Regions from separate parts of the Mus musculus genome. Here regions 2, 3, 4, 5 and 6 are each linked to region 1. Evidence: chromatin contacts called from public Hi-C, HiChIP or PLAC-seq, Micro-C and promoter capture Hi-C data. All regions are on one chromosome and are shown on one strand. Each heading gives the region's core, a stretch centred on a gene start, on an enhancer-like site or on the middle of the called end of the contact. The rest is flanking DNA. Distances are from core to core; before and after follow the strand shown.

Region 1 (3,986 bases), core at 411-2,910:
GACATGAAGATTGCTGGAGTGGCTGGCTACCAGCCTAGTTCTAGGTTCAGTGAGAAACCCTGTCTCCAATCAACACCGTGGAGAAGGGCTGAGCAGGACACTCTGGCCTCCGTGAGTACACATGCACACATGCACACATGTACCACACTCACCCATACACACACAAAGCCAGAAAATAATGACCTGTGGTTATTAGGCTTTTAACTTAGGTGCCTGGTGGGTAAAGACATACAACTACCATGCAGTGTGTATATCCCTGTGGTTACTGATATATGAAATATAAATGCAAGGAGTGTGCAGTGTTATTATGGGAGAAATAAAGGACACTGTGCAGGAAGGATCTATTTTGAGGCCACAAGACAGGGTCCTTAATCTCACTGCTCTCCTTCTACAAGGGCATGCATACTTTCCTTTATCCCTGTCTGTGGAATCCACTAATTCTATGGCAAAGAGGAGGTAGAATTATTTTTCAGATGTTTACACATAGATAGTGACAGTCTCCTAGGGTGGGATGCTTTCCCCAGTGGTTAGAGAAGGCAGGTGGTGGGCTGAGGAAACTGTAAGCCAGGCAAGAAGCAGGTGTAACTAAATGTAAGGGAATACTTTTAAAGTTAAGTGACCAAACAGCAAGAGGTTCCAAGCGAGCTGGCCTAGTAGAGCCCATAGGCCGCTGCACCTGTCATAGGTACTGGGCCCTCTTCTTGCATTCAGTATTGTCTCCACGGAACAGCACAGAGGACAGCAGCCAAGGATGTTCAACCAATAAGGACAGCCAAATTTAGGAGTTAACAGGCAGCGTTCCCTCCAGGTTCAGTCCCAATCAAGACAGTTTAAGTTCATGTAACTCAAACCCTTGCATTTTGCAGGAACTGGACCGGTTATGGCAAAGACATGAAGTAACTTTGGAGAGTGACTTTCTAGGGGAAGGCCTTCCTAACCATCCTAGCTTCCACACTGAGTGCCAGGCTGGCCCTTCAACCCCCCTCAAACCCCCCCCCCCCCCCCGTTCCCCAGTAGGAGATCCAATAAAGTAGGGGCACAAGTAATGCCGTCTTTTCAGCTGACTTCGTTCCTTACATTCCTTTGCAGCGGGCGACTTTCCAAGATGAGTTTGTATATGCAGCCTGTGCACAGCGGTTCTGAGCACTTAAGCCACAGGTCGGGAAGGGTCCCCAGGCTTCCGGGGCTCTCTCTGGTCCATCTCCACCCTTCAGGTAGGATGTAGAGTCAGGTCATCTCCTTCCTTCCCTACGGCCACCACCAGCTGGTGGCCAGCTCCCAAGCCAGCGCCCCGTCCACCACTTCTGGTGCCCCACAGTCCCAGCGTGGCCCCGGTGAAAAGCGCGCGCCCTTCGGCGCGATCCCCACGCTCACACGCGCTGCCGCTTGTTGCTCCCCGCAGCCGCGACGTGGGGAAGTGAAAATGAAATTGACTTTTCCGAGAAATGATGAAAGCCGTGCCGGCCGCCAATGAACAGCGGCGGCGAACTTCCGCACCTCCAGGCTGGCGGCTGGAGCCCTCCCTCTGCCTCCACCTCCGGGTTGCACAAGCTTGAAACAAACACTGGGGAGGAAGGGCGGGGAGGGAGGAGGGCGGAGGGGGAGCGAGGGAGGGAGCGGGGCCGGGAGAGGGCGGGGGTGGGGGGGATTTCCAGCCTCGGCTCCTCGCAGTTTCCTCTCCTTGTTTTGCTTTCGATCTGGACTGTTCTCAGGCAAGCCGGGGACTAACTTTTAGTTTTGCTCCTGCGATTATTCAACTGACGGGCTTTCATTTCCATTTTACACACCCTAACAACACTCACACCTTGCGGGATTGTATTGGTAGCGTGGAAAAAAAAAAGCACATTGAGAGGTAACATTTTTTTTTTTCAAATAATAGTTGTGGCTGTGCGTGTGTTTTCTCTCGAGGGCATGTTGACGGGGACAGGAGGAGCTATGTATGTATGTGCGTCCTGATGCTTTGACACGATGTTTTGCAGACGGAAAAATGCCGGGGTTCATAAATATTAATACCGATTTTTGGAGGAAGAGTCGGCGCAGTTATGGATCATCTGATTTTAGGGGAAGCAGGGGTCTGCTGCTGTTGCCGCTGGTACTGGGGCTGCTGAGGCTGCAAAGAGGAGGAGGTAGAGAGGGAGGAGGAGGAGGTTAGTGAAGGTTTAATTTCACTTTTGGATTTGCAGATGAGAAGAGGTGGCTCCATGGACACAGATCTGCTCTGTGTGATTCTGCGCTCCAGGTGTCGTGTGTTGTGGGTACAGGTCCGTTGGAGTCCGGCCTCATTTAAAATAAAATTGGTGTGTGTGTGTGTGTGTGTGTGTTGTATGTGTATGAGTGTTTACAGACACTGTCGCCACCAGGTCCGAGGAAGGGAACCGGGTTCTTCTCGGTGCCCAGCGGCCCTTCTTTCCCGGCGGTCTCTGGTGTAAATAGACTGGCACCCGCGGTCCCTAGATGCCCGTGCCCGGGCAGTGACCACTGTAAACTTGAAGGCTGCCCTAAGGCGGTCCCAGGATGCGCTCGCCCGCGGGGCTTGGGGTCGGGTGACCGGCGTCTGGTGCCAGTGGACACTCGGGCCGGGCGGGCTCCGCGCGCGGCTGGGCGCGGGCCTGGCCGGCGCGCCCGGCTTCCTGGGGACTGGGCCGCCGCCACACGCCAGGAACGTCGCGTCCTCCTCCCCGCCGGCCAGCGTCTGGCCTGGCCTCCGGGCTTTGTCACTGCACTTGTCCCAGCGCGTGAGGCGCCTCGGAGGCGCGTCCCCGGAGGGCTCCGCGCTCAGGGGTCACCCACCCCGGCGCGGCCTAGCTGCGAGTGCCTCCGGGTCCCCGCGGGCGCCCCCGGGGCCGGCCTGGCGCGCTGGGCCCCGACCCGCCTTGGCTACGGAACGGGCGAGGTGTGGGGGCGGGGAACCTCCGGGGACCGAGCGGCGCCCGGCGGGCTAGCATGGGGTTGGGGGTGAGGCTGACGAACGCTTGGGGTCTCCGGGACGTGGTGGGAATGAGTGCCCGCCCTGTGCCCTCCGACCCGCTCCGGGCGCCGGGTGACATTCGCCCGCCGGCCGAACATGGTTGGTGCAGAGCGGCAGCCACCACTTCCTCTCCGCCCCGCCGGCCCGGCTCTCTGGGCGAGCGATGCGGGCCGCGGCCAATCGCGGTGCCCAGCTAGTCCCTGTCGCTCGGCCTTGGGGGCCGGCTCCCCTGAGCGGCCCGGGAAGCCTTCGCGAGAGCTCAGGGCCCCGGCTCCCCGGACGCTGTCCGCTGGGCCCCGGCTCTCGGACCGTTTGCCACCCTCAGTCCCTCGCCCCTTAGGAGCAGGGAAGGGAAGGAGGCTAGTAGCCTCCGCCGCGAGCCAGGACTGTGCTCGGGCCCCAGGTGAGACGCCCGGATCAGTCGGTGGAGGCGAGATCCTTGGTGGTCGGATGTAAATAAGACCCCTGGGATTGGCAGGCCACCTTGTCACTCGTTTGCGAGCGGGTTTGCAGGTCCTTAAGCCCAGTGTGTTTGAAACTTGGGGGACATGTTTCTTGTCCCCTCCTCCCTCCCGCGTGGGCACTCCTTGTCCTTCCTTGGTTGTGTCTGTACCAGGGAGGCAAAGTAGTCCTGGGGTTAGCTTTCTGCCACTCGCCTCCCTGTGGCTGGGACTCCGGGCTGCTCTTGATGAATGGCTCCTGAGGGTGGAGGACAGTTACATTTCCTGTTGTGCATTTTCAGGAATCACGGGAGCTTGGGAGCTTGTTGTCATGCCTGAAGTCATTTATTAGTTTTGTTTGTTGGTTGTTTTTGTTTTTGTTTTTGTTTTTTTTTATATCGACTGACTGCAAGTAACATTTGAAGTTAGCAGCCTGCACTTAAGGTGCTTAAGGGCAGGTGCAGGGACCCGTTTGTTTAGCCTACTGTTTTTAGAAGGTGGTTGATTGCATGGTAGACAGATGCACACTGCTTGGTTAGGGCAGAGCCCTAGAGGTTGCCCTGTTTAACTTAATCACT
Region 2 (4,171 bases), core at 548-3,047, 250 kb after region 1:
AATGACGTTTCATTCTTGTCCGAGTCGCCTCAGATGTGATTTGGCTAATCTCTCTTCACCCATGGTGCCCTGGGAAGGTTTGACTTTAACCACAAGGGGACGCTGAGGCAGGAGAAAAATAATGTCCAGTCAGAACCAAGAGTGGCCACAGACTGACCAAGCCCGCGCTGCGCGTGCGCATGGCTGCTCAGCACCCAAGCAACACTTTTTTTTTTTTTTTTTTTTGGTTTTTTGGAGACAGGGTTTCTCTGTATAGCCCTGGTGTATTAGTCAGGGTTCTCTAGAGTCACAGAACTTATGGACTGTCTCTAGATAGTAAAGGAATTTATTGATGACTTACAGTCGGCAGCCCAATTCCCAACAATTGTTCAGTCGCAGCTGTGAATGGAAGTCCAAGGATCTAGCAGTTACTCAGTCTCACGCAGCAAGCAGGCGAAGGAGCAAGAGCAAGAGCTAGACTCCCTTCTTCCAATGTCCTTATATTGTCTCCAGCAGAAGGTGGAGCCCAGATTAAAGGTGTGTTCCTTAAACTCGGAGATTCAATCTTCTGGAATCCATAGCCACTATGGCTCAAGATCTTCAAACCAAGATCCAGATAAGGATCTCCAAGCCTCCAGATAAGGGTCACTGGTGAGCCTTCCAATTCCGGATTGTAGTTCATTCCAAATATTGTCAAGTTGACAACCAGGAATAGCCACTACACCTGGCTATCCTGGAACTCACTTTGTACACCAGGCTGGCCTCGAACTCAGGAATCCACTTACCACTGCCTCCCAAGTGCTGGGATTAAAGGCGTGCGCCACCACGCCTGGCTCCAAGCAACACTAACACTAATACAACCCAATACTTGCTAAGTCGCTTCTATGGCCGCACATATTTCATTAGCTTTCATATAAAATTTGTTATTTAATTTTGCACCAGGTAAAAGCATCACTGCAGATATGTCCTGCGGCCGAGCACTTGGCCTTGCCCATCTCCTTGCCAACCCTCTCCTCTGACAGGCTTCCCCTGCCGAGTTTTCCCGACTTAGAACTCATTTTGTTATTTCAAGCTCTTTTTCCGTGTCAGAGTCCCACTCTCCAGCTTCACTCTTCCCCTCATGGGACACTGCGGCCTCAATTTCCAACCTCTCCTGATCCAGTTCTAGAACCTTCTCTCTAGCTCTCTAGCTCCTCCACTTAACAGCCCCTCCCCCAAGTGAGCTCCAGGCACCAACAGTTTCTTTGCATTTGATAACTTGAACAGTAACACTGCATTTAGGGGCCTATGAAGGCAAAAATCAGTAGCGGAGACCTGGACAAATAATTTGTTTTTAAAGGCTATCTCTGGGACAAGACTGCATAGCTCACAACAGGCCCACCTAAATGTATTGTCTCTAGTTTATAACCTAAGTTTTGAGTTACTAAATTGTTCAGTGGAGAAGTTAGAAAGTTTAAATCCAGGCACAACAACAAGTTTACAGACTTCCCTTCTCCCTGGCTCCTCCCTGTGGTCAGCACAATTACAAACTTGGGTTGACTTTGTTAACTTTCAAGGTTTCACCGGTGGACGTTCATATTTACGGAACGTTTACCAAAAACAATGAGGTTGTATTTTCTCCCTCTGTGTTAATTCTAGCTTGTTAGAGATCCTGCCCTATCTAGAGGTAGTCGGTCTCTGGGTTTTGTGAGGAAGAGCAGAATTTTTTTTTTTAATTGAATTGAGTATAATTTTATTTTGGTAAAAATGGAGTGCTGTCCCTTTAAATTCTGAAGTGAACTTGGCTAAGAAAGGCCAACAGCTCAAGGTCCAGCCCCTAGATGAGAGAATAACTCCAGACTCCATCCTCAGGCTTTGCAAGGGCACAGCTGTGCCAGCTCACCCTGGCAGACTCCTGGCAGCATGGCAGCAAAGCTCTGGACCTTCCTGCTGGGCTTTGGGCTCAGCTGGGTGTGGCCGGCTTCTGCCCACCGGAAGCTCCTGGTGTTGCTCCTGGATGGTTTTCGCTCAGACTACATCAGTGAGGATGCTCTAGCATCCTTGCCTGGCTTCAGAGAGATTGTGAACAGAGGCGTCAAAGTGGATTACTTGACTCCAGACTTTCCCAGCCTCTCCTATCCCAATTACTACACCCTCATGACTGGTGAGTACCTACCATGTCTGCCTCTTAGCCGGGAGGATGTGGCTAGCATCTGTCATTGGAAACCTTAGTGTTTGATTGTCCCTAGTCACGGGACATCCAAGATAGGTGAGAGTCTATGTTCCCAACTAACACTTTCATTTCCTCACGGTCTTGATGTTCCACAAATGTCCTCCCAAGGACCTATTTCAGACTGTCTGTAAAGAGAAGAGATGCTAACAGTAATATATGGAATTTGGAGATTTTTTTTAAAGTGGTTATTGTTTGTTTCACAGATAAAATTCTAGATAATTCCACATTTTCTAAGTTCGGGGTGTAGAAGATGGATGGGTTTCCGTGTATCCATACAGAATCTCTCTGTCCCTTTACTGTGGTCTGGATTCTTGCAGGCTGACTTATCAATGTGTAAGACTGTGACAGTTATTCTCAGGATCCCTCCACAGGGAAGCTTGCATCTAGACAACTTAGAAGGGACTCTTTAGGCCTTCTTCAGTAATGCCACTTTCTGCTTTGGCCGTCTGGGGTCAGGTAAAATGATACAGAGACAATGAACTTTTGTCATGGACTTGAGATTGCCCAGCATCTGTGAAATGGGAGTTAAGCACAAAGCGAGTCCAAATCCTGGTGAGACGGGCAGAATCCCAGCTGCTTGTCTGGGGAAAGTGGATTTGGCTAAAGATGATCTTCCTCCATCTAGAATTGTCAGGACACTCAAGGTGATTCCAGAAGGCTGAGCCTGTCTGTTCGGTATCTGCAGCCTCACCTGTTAATGTAGGTGAGCTCCCTGCAAAACCGGCAAGAGGCTGTCAGATATTTTTGGCCAGCTACCCAGGGCAACCAAGAAGGCAGTGATTGCTGGCTGTACAAGACTTCATTGTGTGCTCTGAATCCAGGGAGAACTTTGAAATGATGCTATCAGATAAGACCTAAGACCTGTGATAGCCCATTACATAGCTTTACAGAACTCCATGGCCAAAGGAAGTCTGAAAGCATCTTTAGCTGTGTGATCGGCCATAGGAACAATCCATGATATGATGGTAACAGAAAAGGGGCCATGAACCTTCGCATTTCTGTCTTTCGTGGGTGCCCTAGGTATTCACAAAGTAACTGCGTGCTGACTCCTCAAACGACAGGAATCTATACTTCGTGATTATTATATTTATGAGAATTAGAAATGAAGATATCGGGGAGAGAAAAAAAATCAGGCTTCACATGAGCAAGGAATTTGTTTGTTATCCAACCATAACAAACAAACCAGTCTCCAAGATAAACAGTTAACAAAAGACTCTCTGGCCTCCCTTTGGCCTGCTTCCCCATTCTCACCCACTCGCTCACTGGGGAACAGTTTGCAGGCTTCTGGGTTACACATAGATTTAATTGTGTGTCCCAACCCGGTTCTCCACATCGAGTTTCACATACAGTGGCCACCCCTTCTCTGGTTGTCTTTCAGAGCCTGCCGGGAGACACAATTCACACAAGCTGCCACGTGCAGCCTTTTTGATTACAGTGGATAATGAACAAGCCCCAGCTTATTAAGGCAGATTCCAATAAGTGAAAAGGGACCACTGCAAAAATCCCCCACACAGACACGGAGCCAATGACACGGGTGATTGTTTCTCAGACCCACATGCCTGACACAGCACAAGCACACATCTGCACAAGGGCTCTGCCAAGCAAACACACACCTTTTCACGCTACTGGGCTCCACGGGATATGGACCGTACTAAGCCATCCCTGAACATGGTGCAACCTCAGGCTGCGTGTCTTTGTAGTCTCAAAAGTAAATAAATAAAACTATGCCACAAGGAGAGACTGTAGCCCCAAGCACACAAGAATCTCATCCTAATTCTGACAAGCCTGGGGAGGTCACATACACCTTTTTCTATGATAGATTTTCAGACAGAAATATATTATCTGATTTGGAAGCCCGTTCTTCTATTTGTTTTTAGAGGTGACGCTAGCCATATGCTGTGGCCAGCAAGACTTGTGTTTATGTGCACATGTCTTTGATAACAATTCATCTTGCACCTAAAGAGCAAACTCACGGTGTGG
Region 3 (3,842 bases), core at 769-3,268, 140 kb after region 1:
TAGGGATGTAAGCCTATTTGCTGCGATCTCTGGGAATTAAAATTCTGCTCTTTTAAGGAAATTCATTTCCTTGGTTATAGTGTACATTCCCCCCCCCCCCATGTTTCCTGATCACTAGAGAGAGCACTCACATCCCTCTAGCTGACCTTAGTTTATCTGGCACAATGGTGGTTATGATCATAACTCTGACTCAGAGGACTTTACTAAGCAATAAACAGTGAAAATATGTGTGCTTCAGTTCGGTAGAAAGTACAGAAGTCCATAGTTTGCCCTAAGCTTTTGCTGGTGAGTCCAGCAGACCAGACTAAAAACCAAAATGGAAGTACTCACACTAAACTGCCTCCTCACCGAGTTAAACGAGACTTTATTTGACCTTCCAACTGATAGAGGTTACAGAGATAACAGGCAAACTTTCCCAAAAGGCCAGTTTCATTTGGCATGGTCACGAAGTTCCCACACCTTTAGTCCTTACCACCAAAGATAACCTAAAGTAGCCTCATGTTAGCCAATCGATTATTTCTTATTGTTCTATTTCCCTGTCCTCATTTTAGGGGGAAAGTAAATTTGAAGTTACCAATCTTAGCTCCCAAATTGGGCAATTATTATGAATCAATGTTAAAAATTATTGCAAATTTTTTTTTTTACCTTTCCTCCCCAATAAAGCCAGCATCCTTTGCCTTGCTGGTTGGAATACTTTTTCTAGCGTGCAGGTTTTTTGAGATGGAGGAGGCTTTTTCACCCCAACTGAGCATGACCCAGGGACCCAAGGGGCCAAATACTTACCATCATCAAAGACCAACCTGAGACCATGGCTCCAAAGTTGGTTGTCTCATGCCATTGAAAATGAAAGACATGGATTTTCACCGGAGTATGTGGACTGGAAGTAAGTTTTGCTAAGCATTACTATAGAAAGATAAAAAACTAAGTAAGAAACTAAGACCGTGGATAATCTTGTGTACTGTGTAAAGGTTGCCTTTGTTTTATTTCAAATGCCTCATTTCTGTGCCAGCGGATCTGTCTGGACTTTGGTATTTTTTTTTTTTAATGAGGCATCACCTGCCTGAGTATTTTGTAAACATTCTTCTCCATCACCTGCTGACTGGCTTAATAAAGATCAGATGGCCTACAGCAGGGCAGAGGGAGAGAGGAGGGACTTCTGAGCCGAGAAAGGAACTCTGGGAAAGAATCAGGCATGGGAGAGTCACCAGCCAGACATGGAGGAAGAAATATGCGCTGGTACCGAAGGAGAGGTCACAGGTCACGTGGCAGAATGTAGATTAGAATAAACCTTTCCCTTAAGTTATACAAGCTAGTTGGGAATGAGCCTAAGCTTCAAGGCCTAAGCTTCATAAGTAAATATAAGTCTGTGTCATTATTGGAAGCTGCTGGTGGGTCAAGATAGTCTGGAGGAAAGTGAAGGAAATTCCCAAGAGCTGAGAGAAGTTTCTAAAGAGAGGGAAGGGCTGTTGAATTTCTTTGTTTAGTGGTTTTTAGAGGGCGTTGGCAGAAACTGGACAAAGCAGAGGTAATCTCCGTTGAGACTGGTTAATTCTCTAGATTATCATGGACTGAGCAATGAAGGGCCCATATACTCTGTGCCTGGTTCCCTGGCCCAAACAGGAAGATTGTCATGTGCTGTTTATGCTCTGATCACCCAGTCAAGGGTAGTAGAAGCCTTTCCCCGCCCATTTCTGACTTGTACTTTGTTAGGCATTGACCTGAACTGTTAGTCACTTGGCCATGATTACAACCCTCTGACCTTGCAGGTGTTCCAAATGCTGCTAATTATACAGAGATCTCTCTGTTTTCTTGCTAGCCAGGAATTAATGTTTTGGGTTCTGTTTTTATCTACAACAGGATGGACTGGGGTCTTTATTCTGAAAGGGGGCAGCCCTAGCTAGACATCACTCTTACATACAACTTAGTCTATTATATCGAGCTGCGTAGGCGCATATGGACTGAGCAATGGTGCCTGGCTTGTGTTTCCCAAAGGGAAAGGTTGCATGGAAGCTAGCCAGCCATTCTTCTATAACTGCCCTTGCTTCTCAGAGCCTGTTTGTCTTTTATCAGACCCATTTGCCTAGCTCATATCTAGCTGCAAGCATCTTGTCTCTCTCATCTGCAACACTCCTGGTTATACGGTTTTAACTCTTACGTTTCCTTTTCACCTCAAATTTCACCTTTTGTCAGCTTGGCGTAAGTAGAGAACTTATATTTTTCATGGTGGCCCTTTTCTCTTACTGCCTACTATGAATTAACACCCACCTCACCATTTTATGGTAATGACTGTTACAGATTATAGAGTAAAAAAGAAAGAAAGAAAGAAAGAAAGAAAGAAAGAAAGAAAGAAAAGGTTAAATTAATTTGATGCTTTGTCCTTTGACCTTGCTCATAGTTCCATATGTGAAATAACCCCAAATGTAGTAGTTTAACCCTACCATCTTGTTGGGTATGAGGACGCATACCTAAAATTCAAGAAGTCAGGATGCAGAGAAAGGAGGACTCATTTGAATTTCATGCTAGCCTGCCTGGGGTACACAGCAGTACCCACAGGGACATGAAGAGGGCATCAGATCACCTGGGACTAGAGTTAGTGACACTTGTGAGTCACCATGTGGGTGCTGGGAAAGGAACCTGGGTCCTCTAGAAGAGAAGCCAGTGCTCTAACCTCAGAGCCATCTCTCCAGCCCCCTTTGCTGTCTTTAGACTTCTTAGTATTATACTATCACATCTTCATACTCTTCACCTCTCTCTACTAATTTACTCCCCCTACCCCCAAGGCATTATCACAAGTTTAAGGAAACCACATCCTTTGGTCCTCTTTCTCCCTGGTTCTCTTTTCCGCTCATTCTTGTCTCTTCTACCTACAGAAATGCATAGTATCTAATAGCACATTTTAAAAAATGTATTTAGTTGTGTGTTTATGCATGCATCAAAGGCCTACATTCAGAATTCCAGTCAATCATTTGGGACATTTTGCTAGGCAAATTTATTGGAAGTTGAGGTCAATAGTGGACCATCTTTGTATCCCTACGTCTGGCAAAAAAAAAAAAAAAAAAAAGTAAAATATCATGGTTGGTGCAACATAGCTTAGCAGGCATCTTAAACTAGATTTTGTGTGATTCAAATCAACACAGCAGGAAAAGTTAGTTGAAATCTCCTCTGAGTCTTTACAGTCAGCATAGAAATAAAGATGGCTGGACTAGTTTGTTTAGGACACCAAAGTACAATCAATACACAAAGGAGTATATAACAGCAAATTGGCAAAATATATATATATATATATATATATATATATATATATATATTTAGTGGGACCCTGTAGCATGTAGTTTTTGCCAACCCCCTTTAAGCTCCAACCAGCCCCCACCCAGATTCCCTGGGATCCACAAATGAAAGACACAAGTGTGCACAAACACACACACACACACACGCACACACACACACACACGCACATACACATACACACACCCCAATTAATCTTAAAATGCCTTTGCTAACTCAATGACTGGGCACTCCTAATCTTTCCCTGTTTCTAATCTCCCGCCTATGACTGCTCCACACAAGATTTCCTGTGGCTGGCACCTTTTCTCTCTCTAAAGCACTAGGAAAATCCTCCTCTCTCCCTGCTGCGACTGCTAGCTTGCCTACAGTGACCCAGAAGTCCCACCTATTCCACTCAGCTCACTGGCTGTTAGCATCTTTATTGATGGATCAAGAACCAATTGAATAACAGGACCTTAGCATCAGACCCACCCCCTACCGGACCCTTAAAATGTCCACATCTCAATCCTGAAAACCTGTGAACTTGATTTAAAACCCAAGAGGTCACACTTTTAAAT
Region 4 (4,072 bases), core at 28-2,527, 170 kb after region 1:
TTGTTCACCCCGTTCTTCTGTCAAACATCCACTTTCAGCCCCCTAGCCACAGAGCAAACGTAATCACGGTTCATCGCTCCCTTTGAGGGACTTTTCCAGTTATTCTCCTCCACTGGCTGCCAGTGTCCCCTTTCCGGATAGGTTCGTCTTTCCCTTTGAAAAGTCGGTACACTGTGAACTGATATTCTCTGAAGCCACGCTGCCATTTAAGAGCTTTCAGACTGCTTAGCTAACATCAGGGACGTGGAGAAGTAGAATGCTGTGGATGGAGCAGCAAGGTTAACACATGCTATCTCAGTCTTGGGTAATTGCTATTTGCTGCTAAGTACCTGACCTATGTCTAAATCTCATGACTAAAATTCTTCGCACCTCTCCTAATCCTGACTCCACCCACTCTAAATCAGAGAACACGGAAAGGTCACGCTGGAGTCCTGTAGACCCTCCTGCCCTCTGACAGCCTGAAGACACACTAATGTATTTTGTAAAATTAGGAAATATGTGTGTTTTGTACTTTTTCTTCTTTGTCCATACAGTTCATATAACCTCTCCAAAAAGGACTTGAACCTGAACTCCTGGCCTATAGTCATCCATTATTTAGTTTGGAGTAAACTATTTTCTTATTACTTTTGAAGGAAAACTATTATGCTGATCAACTCAGGCAGAGAAGGAGAGGTTTGTGATCAGAGATTTGCAATATCGGGGTGGGGTGGGTCAAACATTAATTAGAAGATGGTGTCTTTGTGTGTGTTTTCTTAAGAGATCTATAAAGGAACTATGTTTGTAAATTTTTATTGCTGGCACAAAATGTCTGCAATAACAGCTTAATGAGGAAGCTTTTATTTTAATGCTTGGCTTCAGGCCATAGTCACATGGCCCTGCCGTCCTTGGACCTGTGTGGGGTAGTACTACTTGGATGAAGCTACTCACTTCACAGCAAGCTACGAAGACAATTTTTGATTTCATGCAACCCAGTTTAACAGTTCTCGGTATGATTTCCTAAGCTATTGGAGACTTTTCTAGAAAACTCATGTGTGTACCTTTATCTTGAAGACTTTCCTAATATTTCACTTAAGTGTTTTGATCTTGTTTGAGTTGGTTTTTATACAGGTTGAGAGATGGGAACATTTTTTTTTTCATTCTTCTACATGTGGCTATTCAGTTCTCAGTAGCATTTGTTGAAAAGGTTTTTCCCCACAAAATATGTTTTTGACAACTGTCCTAGTTAGCTATAATTAACAGCTTGACACAGCCTAGAGTCATTTGAGGAAGGAATCTCAGTTGGCCTGTAGGCATGTCTGTGGGGGGTTGTCTTGGTGTTAATTGATGTGGGAGGGGCTGGCCCACTGTGAGCAGTAGCATTCCCTGGGCTGGTGGTCCTGGGCTATGAAAGGAAGTTAGCTGAGTATGAGAACGAGCAAACCAGCAAGCAGGATTCCTTCATGATTTCTGCTTTAGGTTGTTTCTTGAGTTGCTGTGCCAAATTCCTTTAGGCCCTAAAGGTATCCATTAAGTCAACCCCTTCTCCCCAAGGTGTGCTTGGTCAGACTGTTTTACTACAAACATAAGAAAGCAAACTAGAAAGAAAAACTTCATCAAAAATCACATGGGTGTAGCTTGTATGGCTTTATTTTGGGGCCTTCTGTCTACTCTCTGTGTGTCTACATTGTTACTAAGCTAATGCCATGGTGTTTGTCTTATTGTGCCTCTATAATATAATTTGAAGCCAGGTACTGCGATAATTCCAATATTTCTCTTTTTGCTCAAGTTTACTCAGGCTGCTCAGGTCTGGGCTTCTGTGGATATTGTCAATAGTATTTTGCTTAGGATTCCATTGACTCTGCAGAGATCACTTCTGGTACCTTGGCCATTTTCACAATGCTAGTCCATGAATAGGAGGAGCCTTTTAATGTTCTAGTATCTTTGGTTACTTCAGCTGTTTTTATTGTAGAGGTCCCGTACCTCCTTAATAAGGCTTATTATTATAAGATACAGTTTTTAGGCTACTGTGATATTTTCCTGATTTCTTTCTCAGCATATCTATCATTGGCATATTGAAAAGCTGTCTCTGTGGCCAATGAGTTTATTTTTAATATGAAACTGGGTAATGCAACATTCACTGCATATATTTATATTTTTGCATCTTCTTGATGGAGTGGTCCCTTTCTGTATTGACTTTCATATCTCTTATGACTAATTTTAGCTTAAAGTGCAACTTCATTGAAGCTCTAGTTTGCTGTCTGTTGCTTCAGTAATCCCTCCAACCACAAGGCAAGGTGTGGAAGGAAAGAGAAGCTTGAAGCAGAAATGGTGGAGGAATGATGCTTGCTGGCTTACTCCCTCTAGCCTTCTCAGCTTGCTCTTTTGGATAACCTAAGACTGCCTGCCTAGGTGTGGCGGTGTGGCACTGCCTACAGTGCCTTTGCCAGCAAGGTGTGTTTATTGCAGACAACAAACAGTTGATTCTATTTCATAACCCAGTCAGCAATTTCTGTAGTTTTTTTTTAAAAAGATATTTCAAAGACTCATTTAGTTATAATTTATTTACTCATATATTTAGTGTGAGTGTGTTTGTATGAGTCAGTCAATGAGGGTATCCACATGTAATCTTCACATGAGGAGGTCAGAGGGCAACTTGCAAGAGTTGGTTCTCTCCTTCCATCCCGGGGAATTGAACCCAAGGCATCAGGCCTGCCACTGGGTACCTTTATTCTCTGAACCATCTTATTAGCCCTGTGCTGAGTCCTCTGAATACAAGCTTAAGAGCGTTCATACTGATGATAATTACTGAGACATATTTGCTGATTGCTGTAATTTGTGTTGGTTGTCTCTCTGGTTGACTGACGCACACTTCCTTTTCTTTCTCTCTCTTTTTAGAGTTTTTCGGCTTACTGAGTTGTATGTGTTTGATTCTCTTCTTGTTCTAATTTGTTCATCTTTTCTACTTTGAAACTTGTTCCTTCCTAAGATCTCCTGCTTGTCAGTGTCTCTCTTCTTCCTCTGTGTGTAGAGTTTAAGTATCTTCCACAATTACTGGCTTGGTGAGTAGAGCTTTCTTTAGTTTATGTTATCTTGGAAGGTCTTTATTCCTCCTGACTTTTAAGATAACTATGCCGAACATGGTAATCTTGTTTGGCAGTGGTTCTCTGGACCTGAGGTGTGTTCGTCCATACGTTTCTGGCCATTAGTGCTTCTGCTTCAGGGTTTTGATGTTATTCTGATAACTCTGCCTTCTGGAGTTGGCATTTTTGTCTTGTAGGTTTTAATACTTGTGTTTCCTTCTCTCTTTTTTTTCTTTTCATGGTCCTAAATTTTTAACCATAGTGTGACTTGGACAGATTATTTTCTGGCCACTCTATTTGGGATTTTAAATGTTGCTGGTCCTCTGATAGCTTTATCTTTCTCTAGATTTGGGTAATTATCTAATATAATTTTGTTAAATGGGTTTTCCGTTGGTTTAGTTTAGTTTGTGCTTTAGATATGGTCTCTTGCTCTTCCCCCAGGATTCTCAAAAGCTATGACAGTGTTTATTTATTTCTTTTGTTTGTTTATTGGTGTCTGAGTGTAGCAGTCCCTTGAGTTTGTCTTCAAACTCTGATATTCTTTTTCCTCCTTGATGTAGTCACTAGTGATGTTTTCTACATTTTAAATTTGATTTATTGGAATTTCATTTGCAACATTTTTTGATCAAAATATCAATTTCTTTAGTTTTATTTATTCCTTTGTGTATATGATTATGTATGTATTTTTGTGTGTGCATTTATGTATGTGTGTGCATGTACATGCCCATGTGTGTGCATGTGTGTGTGTTTATCAGTGTGTGAAGGTTAGAGGTTGACATTGTCTATCTTACTTAATTGCATTCCACCATATTTTTTGAGACTAACTTTATGGGTAAGCCAGGAGCTCACTGATCTGGCCAGACAGGCTAGCCAGTAAGCTCCAGGATCCACTTCCCGGCGTTGGGATTGCAGATATGTGCCTGCATCTGCATCTGGGGATGCAAACCCAGGTCCTCACACTTGAATGGCCAATACTCTACCAGCCGGGCTATTCCCCAGCCCAAACTGCAACT
Region 5 (4,168 bases), core at 587-3,086, 150 kb before region 1:
TGTCTGAGCCTTACAAATCTAAACTTACAGTTTGGAGTATGTCATCCTGTTTATCTTGTATATTTAGATTGTCTGGAGTTTTTGCTAACAGTTTTCACTACTATATTGATATAACAACATATGTAAATAAAAGTATTTATCGGAGAATTTATATAAGAAACTTTAGGGAAAAAAACCCTTTATGTTCTTCAGTACAGGAATGGGCAATGTATGATAGAGACATATGTGGAGAACTCCTGTAGTACAAGGGTAATGGGACTCTTCTGTAGCAGTTACCTGTAATGTTTTGTTTTATTTTGTTTTGTTTTTTTCGAGACAGGGTTCCTCTATATAGCCCTGGCTGTCCTGGAACTCACAACTCACTTTGTAGACCAGGCTGGCCTCGAATTAAGAAATCTACCTGCCTCTACTGGGATTAAAGGCGTGCACCACCACACCCGGCTTACCTGTAAGTTTTAAAAGTACATTTTGTGTGTGTGTGTGTGTGTGTGTGTGTGTGTGTGTGTGTGTCTGTCTGTCTGTCTGTCTGTGTTTCTGTGTGTGTGTGTGTGTGTGTGCATGCTGCAGATTGAGTGTGGAGGTCAGAGCCATGTTGTGGGAGTTGGTTCTTGACTTTCATGTGGGCCCTGGGGACTGAGTTTGGGTTGTCAGGCACTTGGTGGCACATGCTTTTGCCTGCTTAGCCATCTCATCAAGCCACCTGTGTTTCATTATGAACGAGGGGCTGGAGAGAGAGTTTAGTGACTACTTCTGGCCTCTATAGGCCTCAGACATGCACTTGGTGCACAGACAAACATGCAGTCAAAACATCCATCACAAAAAATACTTGTTTAAAAAAATAGGGTGAGCCAGGCATGGTGGGGCATGCCTTTAATCCCAGCACTCGGGAGGCAGGCGGATTTCTGAGTTCGAGGCCAGCCTGGTCTACAGAGTGAGTTCCAGGACAGCCAGGGCTATACAGAAACCCTGTCTCGAAAACCCAAAAAAAAAAAAAAAAAAAAAAAAGGGTGAAAGGTTAGTCATATTTTGATGTGCTTGTTTTATATAAAATACATTATTTGTATATTCTTTAAATAATATAAAGCATTTATATGTTCCTTAAGGAATATATTCTTAGCACAAAATGAAAATCAGGTGTTTTAATTAATAAGCACCTATAATTTTTTATAGTATTCCAACCTGGTTAGAAACCTAGAGGAATTAGTTTTCGTATGACCAGCAGATATGAGTACTTAAGATTTAAGACCTTTAAGGCAAAGTAGATCTTAGACCCGTCAATTTTAACGTGAAATTGTTTAAAGTTACCTGAAGTGCCAGTACTGTTAAAACACTCAGCCCGCTTTCGTTTAGTCTGAGATGGGTGGCATGTGAGAACTCGCAGAGTATCTGAGAATCTAAAGAAAATGTATAAAGAAATAAAGTACACTGTTAGAGTTGAAGTAGCATGACTAAAGATGCTGCTCCACTATTATAGCCTGAGCACCAGTCCTACCACAAAACACATAACAATAAGATCATAACTTGTACTGTTTAAGACACTTCACAGAGTGATCCAAGGACTCTAGGATACTGAAATGGTTGAAGGTATAGTTCTACTTCCAAACACACAGACCTTTGGACTTTCTGCTAGGATTTAAAACTATGAATAACAAAAGAGAAGAAAAGATAATGGAAGCATGGGAGGTGTGACTGAAATAGCTGGGTCTAGAAGAGCAATTCTATGCAAAGTGTAGGGGAGCGAGCCTTATTTAAGATGAGAACCGCCCACTTCTGTGAGGCTATACTGAAACTATGTAGGACTCCAGTGGTTCGCAACCTGGGAGTCACAACCCTTTCATAGGAGTCACACATTACATATCCTGCATATCAGATATTTACATTATGATTCATGACAGTATCACATTCTAGTTATGAAGTAGCAACAAAATACTTTGATGGCTGTGGTCACCACAACATGAGGAACTTTGTTAAAAGGTTGCTGTGGTCGGAAGGTTGAGACCCTCTGAGCGCTACAACACTTTCGCAGGCGCACACCCTGTACCTCCAGTGCGTGCTGGCCACTGCTACGGATGTGGTACGTGAATGTTCTAAACTTAATTCAACAACCCTGGAAGGTCAGTATTTACACTTTAAAAGACTTTCAACTCACTTCTGAGGAACAGAGATATATGGGGGACGTTATCTATCTTCCCACTACTCACAGCTTTCCCTACAGAAACATACCCTAAACATTAATTAATCAATGTATGTTGAGCCAGGGTTTCTCTGATAGCCCTGGCTGTGATAGCCTCAAATTCAGAGATCTGCCTGCCTTTGTCTCCAGGGTGCTGGGATTAAAAGCATGTACCACCACTGCCCCACTTAATATTTATTAAAGTTATTTATTTATTTAAAATATTTATTAATTATTCTTAAAGTTAATTTCCATGGAAACGTCTTCTTAAAAACTTCTGGGAAGATGCAGAAGCAGGTGGATTTCTATAAATTTTAGGCCAGCATGGCTTACATAGTGAATTCCAGGCCCACCAGGACTACACAGTGAGTCTCTGCCAAAAACAAACAAACAAACCCAAAAAACAAAAAAATCCCAAACCAAACCAAAACTCCAAAACAAAAACTTTTGAGGGAGGTAAACAGAAAAAACAACATAGCAAGTTAATGTGGTTTAGTCCAGTTCTTAATTACTTTTGTTTGTTTCAGGGTTTTGCTTGTGTTTGTTGGTTTGGTGGGGGGGGGCGGCAGGGTGATGAAGGCTTACCACGTGGCCTCGTGGAGCCCTCCTGGCCTTGAACTTACATAATAAATGTTGATTTTTTTTTTTTTTTTTTCAAGACAGGGTTTCTCTGTATAGCCCTGGCTGTCCTGGAACTCACTTTATAGACCAGGCTGACCTCGAACTCAGAAATCCGCCTGCCTCTGCCTCCCAAGTGCTGGGATTAAAGACGTGCACCATCACGCCCAGCGTGAATGTTGATCTTGAACTCCTTATCTTTGCATGTCCACCTCTCAAGTGCTAGACTTACAGATACGGATGGGCCTACTAACCACAGTTTGATGTAATTGCCAGTCTAGTAAAGGTGGAATTAGTTACCAAAACAGAAACCTAACCTGCGACAACAGATCTGATAATAAAGCATGCTATTATAGTATAAAACTTATAATACTAAATGTTTTATTCACAACTACTGACAAACTATTAGCTTGGCAAGAATTTGTGATATGATATTAAACAGAACAAGTCAGGTGACAAAACCATATAAGTATGATCCCAATTAAAACCTTTTTTCTGGGGCTTAGTCCAGAGGATCAAATACAGGGCTCTGAGTATTCCAGGCAAGAGCTCTACAGCTGAGTCATACTCAAGGCAGACATAGTGACCAGAACAGCGGGCTATGAATGGTCTAAATATATATGTGTATATGTGGAAAGAAAATGAGACAGTAGTAATTATACTTTTAAATACAATGTAAATAGTATTTTTTCTCCTTTATAAAGTAGTGATTTTAGAATAACTGGAAAGTGCATTACACATAATCATAAAAAGATATAAGGAAGAAACTAAATGGTTAGAAACATTTCTTGCTATTATTTTTCAGATATAGACATTTACATTTAGCAGTATCCAGTGCTACCTATATTATATATGATGGTATATATGGCGGGTTGATTCTAGTTCTACAGACCTGACATTGCTCACCAGGGAAGATAGGAAATACTGGTTTTCCTCAGAAATATCTTTTGACTGTTTTGGAATAAATCTGTTATCTTCAGCAACCTCCAAAGACACACACTTTCCTATTTTGGATGACTGATACAGTCGAAAGTTTCTGTTTTTTGTATACACTCCTACAACAAAAATAAATTTTAAAAATTAATGCATGTTTCCACAATTTGTTTTATGTCAGCAGACAATACTTTCCTGCAAAATTGCTAGGAAAGATGAGTATTTCCCATGCTGAAAATTAAAGCAATGTATAAATTAAGATAATCTGACATTAGGATGAAAGAAGGCCACATGCAGATAGCTCACAATGATTCTGGAGCAGCTATGCAAGGAAAAGCAAACAGAAGAGCGGGACAAAGTGCCAGAAATAAAAGTTTTGACTGAGAGCTGACAAAGAACTGTGACACAAGACCCCAGAGAAAGGGAGGCACCAAGAGAAAACAG
Region 6 (3,697 bases), core at 262-2,761, 210 kb after region 1:
AAGTTCTGTATGCGGCTCCCGCTCCATTTGGAGTTAACTTTTATACAGGCGACAAGAAGGGGATCCAGTTTTGTTCTTTGGCCCACTGACATCCAGTTTTCAAGCGGTATTTGTTGTCTTCTTCTCCAGCGTATATTTTTATCTCCTTAGTCATGAGTGAGGTGGCTATAGTCATATGGGCTTGTACTTGTACTCCATTCTGTTCTATTTATCTGCATGCCAAGTATTTTTTTTTCCTACTATGGCTTTGTAATATACCTTGAAACTGGATCCAGTGATTCCTCCAGCATCTTTTGCCCAAGGCTGCTATGGGTATCCAAGATCTTTTTTGTGCTCCCTTATACATTTTATTTTAAATTTGTTTTATGTGCATTTGGTGTTTTGCCAGCATGTATGTAGGAATGAGAATCTCTTCTGCACTGAGTAAAAGCATCGCCTGTCAATAAATATCTGATGACCAATGAGACGAAGAAGGATTAGAAGGTGGGATATCTGGCAAAGAGAGGGGAACTCTCAGAAGGAGTCAGGAGCAAAAAAAATTCCTCATCTGGACTTGGAGGGAGTTGGACATAAGGAACGAGGAGAGGTAACCATGGCAGACATTGAATAGCATAAACAGGTTGTGTCACGAGCTTGTCACAAGCCTAGCTGAAGGCCTATGTGCATATTCATAAATAAATAAATAAAGCCTGTGGTGGCAATGGCAGGAGTCTTTGAAATCTCTAGGCCAGGCCCCAGTAACAAAACCATGTCTCCTAATTCTCCCCGAATAACTAACTGGAGACCAAGTATTCAAACTGCGACTTATGGGGGACATCCCAGGAACCACACTCACAAAGACACAAAGGGGTAAAAAGAGTTGAAAACTTTAAACATAAAGTTGGATTGGAATGCCCATTTGCATATCCCCTGTCCTGGTTTGAATTCCTCGGGGCAATATCAAACACAGAATGTTACATATTATCTATTTGGTCTCATAAAGGAAGATAGGGTTCACCCTGACCTAAGTGGGTATTGCACATTATGTGTAGGTTTTGAACGACAAGCCACGTTCTATGAAAGCGACAAGTGAATGTGAGACGAAGTTGTTTGCTATAATAAATACTCGTGACACAGTGGTCATAAGCCCTTAAAACTATGAAAACATTTCTACATTACAGAAAGCCCCTTTCTGTTAAGCTTTCTGATGACAAGACAGAAAAAATATCTTTGTAAATACCTACTGAACTACGCAATTTCATTGTAAGATGTAGGTGGCACTGTCCTGTGGGTCAGCTAAGGCCAATGTGTGTGGTGGAGCGCTTCCATTTCTGATTTCTGTTTTGGCTGTGAGTTCCAGCTGTGCTACGCCCTTCCAGCGTAAGGGAAGAAAGATGTAAAGAAATACTTTGAGAGCCATGTGCAGGTGTCTTATGAAACATAGCTCTGAAAAGATGGTTTTGAAGTTCCTTTCCACTCCTGTAGCTGAGCTGCTGCCATGAGAATTCTCACCCCCAGTGACCGACCGGCCCGTCTGACCTCAGACAACAAGCCGGAGTGTTTTAGTTACTGTCAAAATCTACTTTCACTTCTGGATCTTGTGAAATTTCAGGATCATAATCGAAATGTACGAAGGGAAAAAAATCCACTTTCAATAAAAAAATTATTTGGATAAAGGATTTGAGATACGATTTTCATCAGTGTGTGCTTTTTTATTATGCATAGTACATTTACTATTTAAATCACATTCTTGGTCTTTATTTTTATGGTCCACTTAAAATTATTGCTAATGACTTCTTGTGATCATAAACTGTTCTGGTCTTGTTTAGTAAGAATTGTGTCCTGCTTTTGTGGGTAAGGAAGTATGGACAGTATTTTCTTAGCTCTAGGAATCCTGATAATGTCTCCTTGCTTTCTCATGCAAGCAATAATATTGGCTTCCCGTAAACATTTCATGCCATACACCACGTTATGTTCAAAGTTCTAAATATACTTCCAGCGTCTCCTGGCAGTTATTGATGTGGGTCAAAAGGCTGAAGCCCACGGATTTTGCATTTCTCTCTAACTTTAAAAGCGTTGCAGTATTGACTTTGGAAAATAAAACACTTCTGAAAGAAACAGCTTTCATTTGAACTATAATTAATTTGCCTTGGGCATTATGGGGGCAGATATTTTCCATTTCAGAAAGTTGTTCTAATTTTTATGGATGTTGTTTTAACTCAGTTGTTCTAGATGGTTCTGTGTTCTCTGACATCTTCTCATCACTCTTCCTTGTTATCCAGTGCTGCACTTCCTGGGGCGTGGAGGGGGCGGGTTGCGCTCTAGTTAACGGTGAAGGACTGATTCCAGCTGATGGTTATGGGAATAGAGCCCACCTTGGCAGGGATGGGGCGGTGTTGATGCTCCTCTTCCAAAGGTCCTGAGTTCAAATCCCAGCAACCACATGGTGGCTCACAACCATCCTAACAAGATCTGACGCCCTCTTCTGGAGTGTCTGAATATAGCTACAGTGTACTTACATATAATAAATAAATAAATCTTTTTTTAAAAATTTAAAAAGATACAATGAAGACAGAAGAAGAAAAGAAGAAAACAGACAAACATTTAAATATATACAGCATACAATTTTGTATAAATAAATCTATTTTCTGTTCTATTTACATATTAGAATATTCCATGCATGTACATATTTAACATCTAAATGTTGAACATATGTTAAATGGCTTTTAAATACATATTTAAACTCTCTGTTGCTGAGATAAATACTCATTTTTTAACTCCACTGGTTTTGTTTAAAACACTTTAAACACTCCCCTACACCCCCCACTCCCCACTTCTGCATCCCTTGAATTTCCACTGAATTTACCTTTGAGTTAGTAATATGAACAAACTTGAGAGGTTTGGCTGACCGTGGCAGTGCAAGCTGTAGACAGTAGCTCGATACAAACCTAAGATGGGAAGAGAATCACTGCAATAAGCCTTTTGATATTTCACAGCTGGGATTAAGATTGTATTTTGGAACTATGGCGCCACCTGGTGGCCATTCTCTTGTTGCCGTTTAACATTTCTATTTTAGACCCCCACCTCTTTGGTAACTTGTACTTGAACACCCTTTGGTCAGGAACCCTAGTATACTATTAAGTAGCAATGTGTGGCCAACTGGACCTGGAAGGCCTCCGCTTGTTCGCTTGCTTGTTAGCACAGGTACCTGGAAATTCTGCAGGTCTAGGTAGAGTACGGGAACAGGGGACAGGAGAGACTTTACATCTTGGTTTTTCACAAGAGCCCTATTATAGCTCTGGCTTTCCCAGAAGCCAACTCCTGTGATTGGATGAGGGACTAATGAGACTAAAAATCAAGCACAAGCCTGCTTGGATAGCTGAGGGAACAACAGGTCTTCTCCAAAGAGGGAGAGGCTTGGGAGATAGCCCCAAGGGGAGGGGACACATCCTCACAACGCGTCACGCACAATAAAGGACTTCATCTAAACATCCATCAGAATCACACAGAGTTTTAAAGACAACCATGCTCAATGCATGCAAGAATGTTAAGGAAAGCTGGTGATTTCCCCAGCAGGTTGATTTGGGGGTTAATTCTTTGGCAATATTAAGAGTTTTGAGGGGCTGGAGAGATGGTTCAGAGGTTAAGAGCACTGGCTATTCTTCAAGAGAGGTCCTGAGTTCAATTCCCAGCAACCAAATGGGACTCATAATAATCT

What was found. Promoter capture Hi-C pulls out the DNA fragments that hold promoters and counts their contacts. Hi-C and Micro-C count contacts between places; a contact is called where the count stands out from the background. HiChIP or PLAC-seq counts read pairs in DNA pulled down with a chosen protein or histone mark. Capture Hi-C pulls out chosen DNA fragments and counts their contacts.
Region 2: a promoter capture Hi-C map of liver shows a contact between it and region 1. The contact joins the promoter of Enpp6 here to the promoter of Irf2 in region 1. A contact is called at or near these places in 3 of 39 promoter capture datasets (the HPC-7 cell line, cranial neural crest and embryonic stem cells), 4 of 115 datasets of contacts at active chromatin or transcription factors (embryonic stem cells, fetal liver and large pre-B cells) and 2 of 9 other capture datasets (liver and pancreatic islet).
Region 3: a promoter capture Hi-C map of liver shows a contact between it and region 1, with 9 times the contacts expected there. The contact joins the enhancer-like site here to the promoter of Irf2 in region 1. A contact is called at or near these places in 13 of 39 promoter capture datasets (the C10 cell line, the HPC-7 cell line, HPC-7-derived erythroid cells and 6 more), 19 of 484 Hi-C or Micro-C datasets (the C10 cell line, the HL-1 cell line, Sertoli cells and 7 more), 23 of 115 datasets of contacts at active chromatin or transcription factors (the 230-238 cell line, the HPC-7 cell line, the NIH/3T3 cell line and 17 more) and 5 of 9 other capture datasets (adipose tissue, bone marrow-derived macrophages, embryonic stem cells and 2 more).
Region 4: a contact with region 1 is called in an H3K4me3 HiChIP or PLAC-seq map of bone marrow-derived macrophages, with 2.8 times the contacts expected there. The contact joins the enhancer-like site here to the promoter of Irf2 in region 1. A contact is called at or near these places in 12 of 39 promoter capture datasets (the C10 cell line, the HPC-7 cell line, Sertoli cells and 6 more), 6 of 484 Hi-C or Micro-C datasets (the HL-1 cell line, Sertoli cells, bone marrow-derived dendritic cells and 3 more), 18 of 115 datasets of contacts at active chromatin or transcription factors (the 230-238 cell line, the HPC-7 cell line, the SCID.adh cell line and 14 more) and 4 of 9 other capture datasets (adipose tissue, bone marrow-derived macrophages, embryonic stem cells and 1 more).
Region 5: a Micro-C map of the G1E-ER4 cell line shows a contact between it and region 1. The contact joins the enhancer-like site here to the promoter of Irf2 in region 1. A contact is called at or near these places in 1 of 39 promoter capture datasets (neutrophils), 3 of 484 Hi-C or Micro-C datasets (the G1E-ER4 cell line and embryonic stem cells), 1 of 115 datasets of contacts at active chromatin or transcription factors (pancreatic cancer cells) and 1 of 9 other capture datasets (adipose tissue).
Region 6: a contact with region 1 is called in a Hi-C map of bone marrow-derived macrophages, with 55 read pairs. The contact joins the enhancer-like site here to the promoter of Irf2 in region 1. A contact is called at or near these places in 22 of 39 promoter capture datasets (the 3T3-L1 cell line, 3T3-L1-derived adipocytes, the C10 cell line and 13 more), 7 of 15 datasets of contacts at CTCF or cohesin (CD8 T cells, the G1E-ER4 cell line, embryonic stem cells and 4 more), 141 of 484 Hi-C or Micro-C datasets (3T3-L1-derived adipocytes, the 63-12 cell line, the AML12 cell line and 74 more), 46 of 115 datasets of contacts at active chromatin or transcription factors (the 230-238 cell line, CD8 T cells, the HPC-7 cell line and 33 more) and 5 of 9 other capture datasets (adipose tissue, bone marrow-derived macrophages, embryonic stem cells and 2 more).

Annotation. Positions count from the first base shown.
Region 1 is chr8:46,738,085-46,742,070 of GRCm38.p6, forward strand. It overlaps Irf2 (interferon regulatory factor 2), which reads left to right and starts at 1,661. Exons shown (of 9, transcript NM_008391.4): 1 at 1,661-1,852. It overlaps Gm16675 (predicted gene, 16675), which reads right to left and starts at 1,431. Exons shown (of 3, transcript NR_045750.1): 1 at 1,078-1,431.
Region 2 is chr8:46,985,090-46,989,260 of GRCm38.p6, forward strand. Enpp6 (ectonucleotide pyrophosphatase/phosphodiesterase 6) reads left to right here and starts at 1,798. Exons shown (of 8, transcript NM_177304.4): 1 at 1,798-2,122. The coding sequence starts at 1,882.
Region 3 is chr8:46,881,788-46,885,629 of GRCm38.p6, forward strand. No RefSeq gene overlaps it. Among named protein-coding and RNA genes, the nearest start is that of Gm39170, 53 kb to the left of the region's middle. Within about 2 kb of position 2,019, at least 17 of the 459 cell types and tissues checked have an H3K27ac peak or open chromatin away from gene starts, as enhancers often do. A contact at or near this core is called in hepatocytes, intestinal villus epithelium and liver, where this site is marked.
Region 4 is chr8:46,907,539-46,911,610 of GRCm38.p6, forward strand. No RefSeq gene overlaps it. Among named protein-coding and RNA genes, the nearest start is that of Enpp6, 77 kb to the right of the region's middle. Within about 2 kb of position 1,278, at least 11 of the 459 cell types and tissues checked have an H3K27ac peak or open chromatin away from gene starts, as enhancers often do. A contact at or near this core is called in bone marrow-derived macrophages, where this site is marked.
Region 5 is chr8:46,588,910-46,593,077 of GRCm38.p6, forward strand. Primpol (primase and polymerase (DNA-directed)) reads right to left here. Exons shown (of 15, transcript NM_001001184.2): 8 at 3,684-3,846; 9 at 1,306-1,394. Among named protein-coding and RNA genes, the nearest start is that of Gm45607, 5.5 kb to the right of the region's middle. Within about 2 kb of position 1,837, at least 8 of the 459 cell types and tissues checked have an H3K27ac peak or open chromatin away from gene starts, as enhancers often do. A contact at or near this core is called in the G1E-ER4 cell line and pancreatic cancer cells, where this site is marked.
Region 6 is chr8:46,950,615-46,954,311 of GRCm38.p6, forward strand. It overlaps a transcript of Enpp6 not described here. Among named protein-coding and RNA genes, the nearest start is that of Enpp6, 34 kb to the right of the region's middle. Within about 2 kb of position 1,512, at least 10 of the 459 cell types and tissues checked have an H3K27ac peak or open chromatin away from gene starts, as enhancers often do. A contact at or near this core is called in Kupffer cells, Th1 cells, bone marrow-derived macrophages and 1 more, where this site is marked.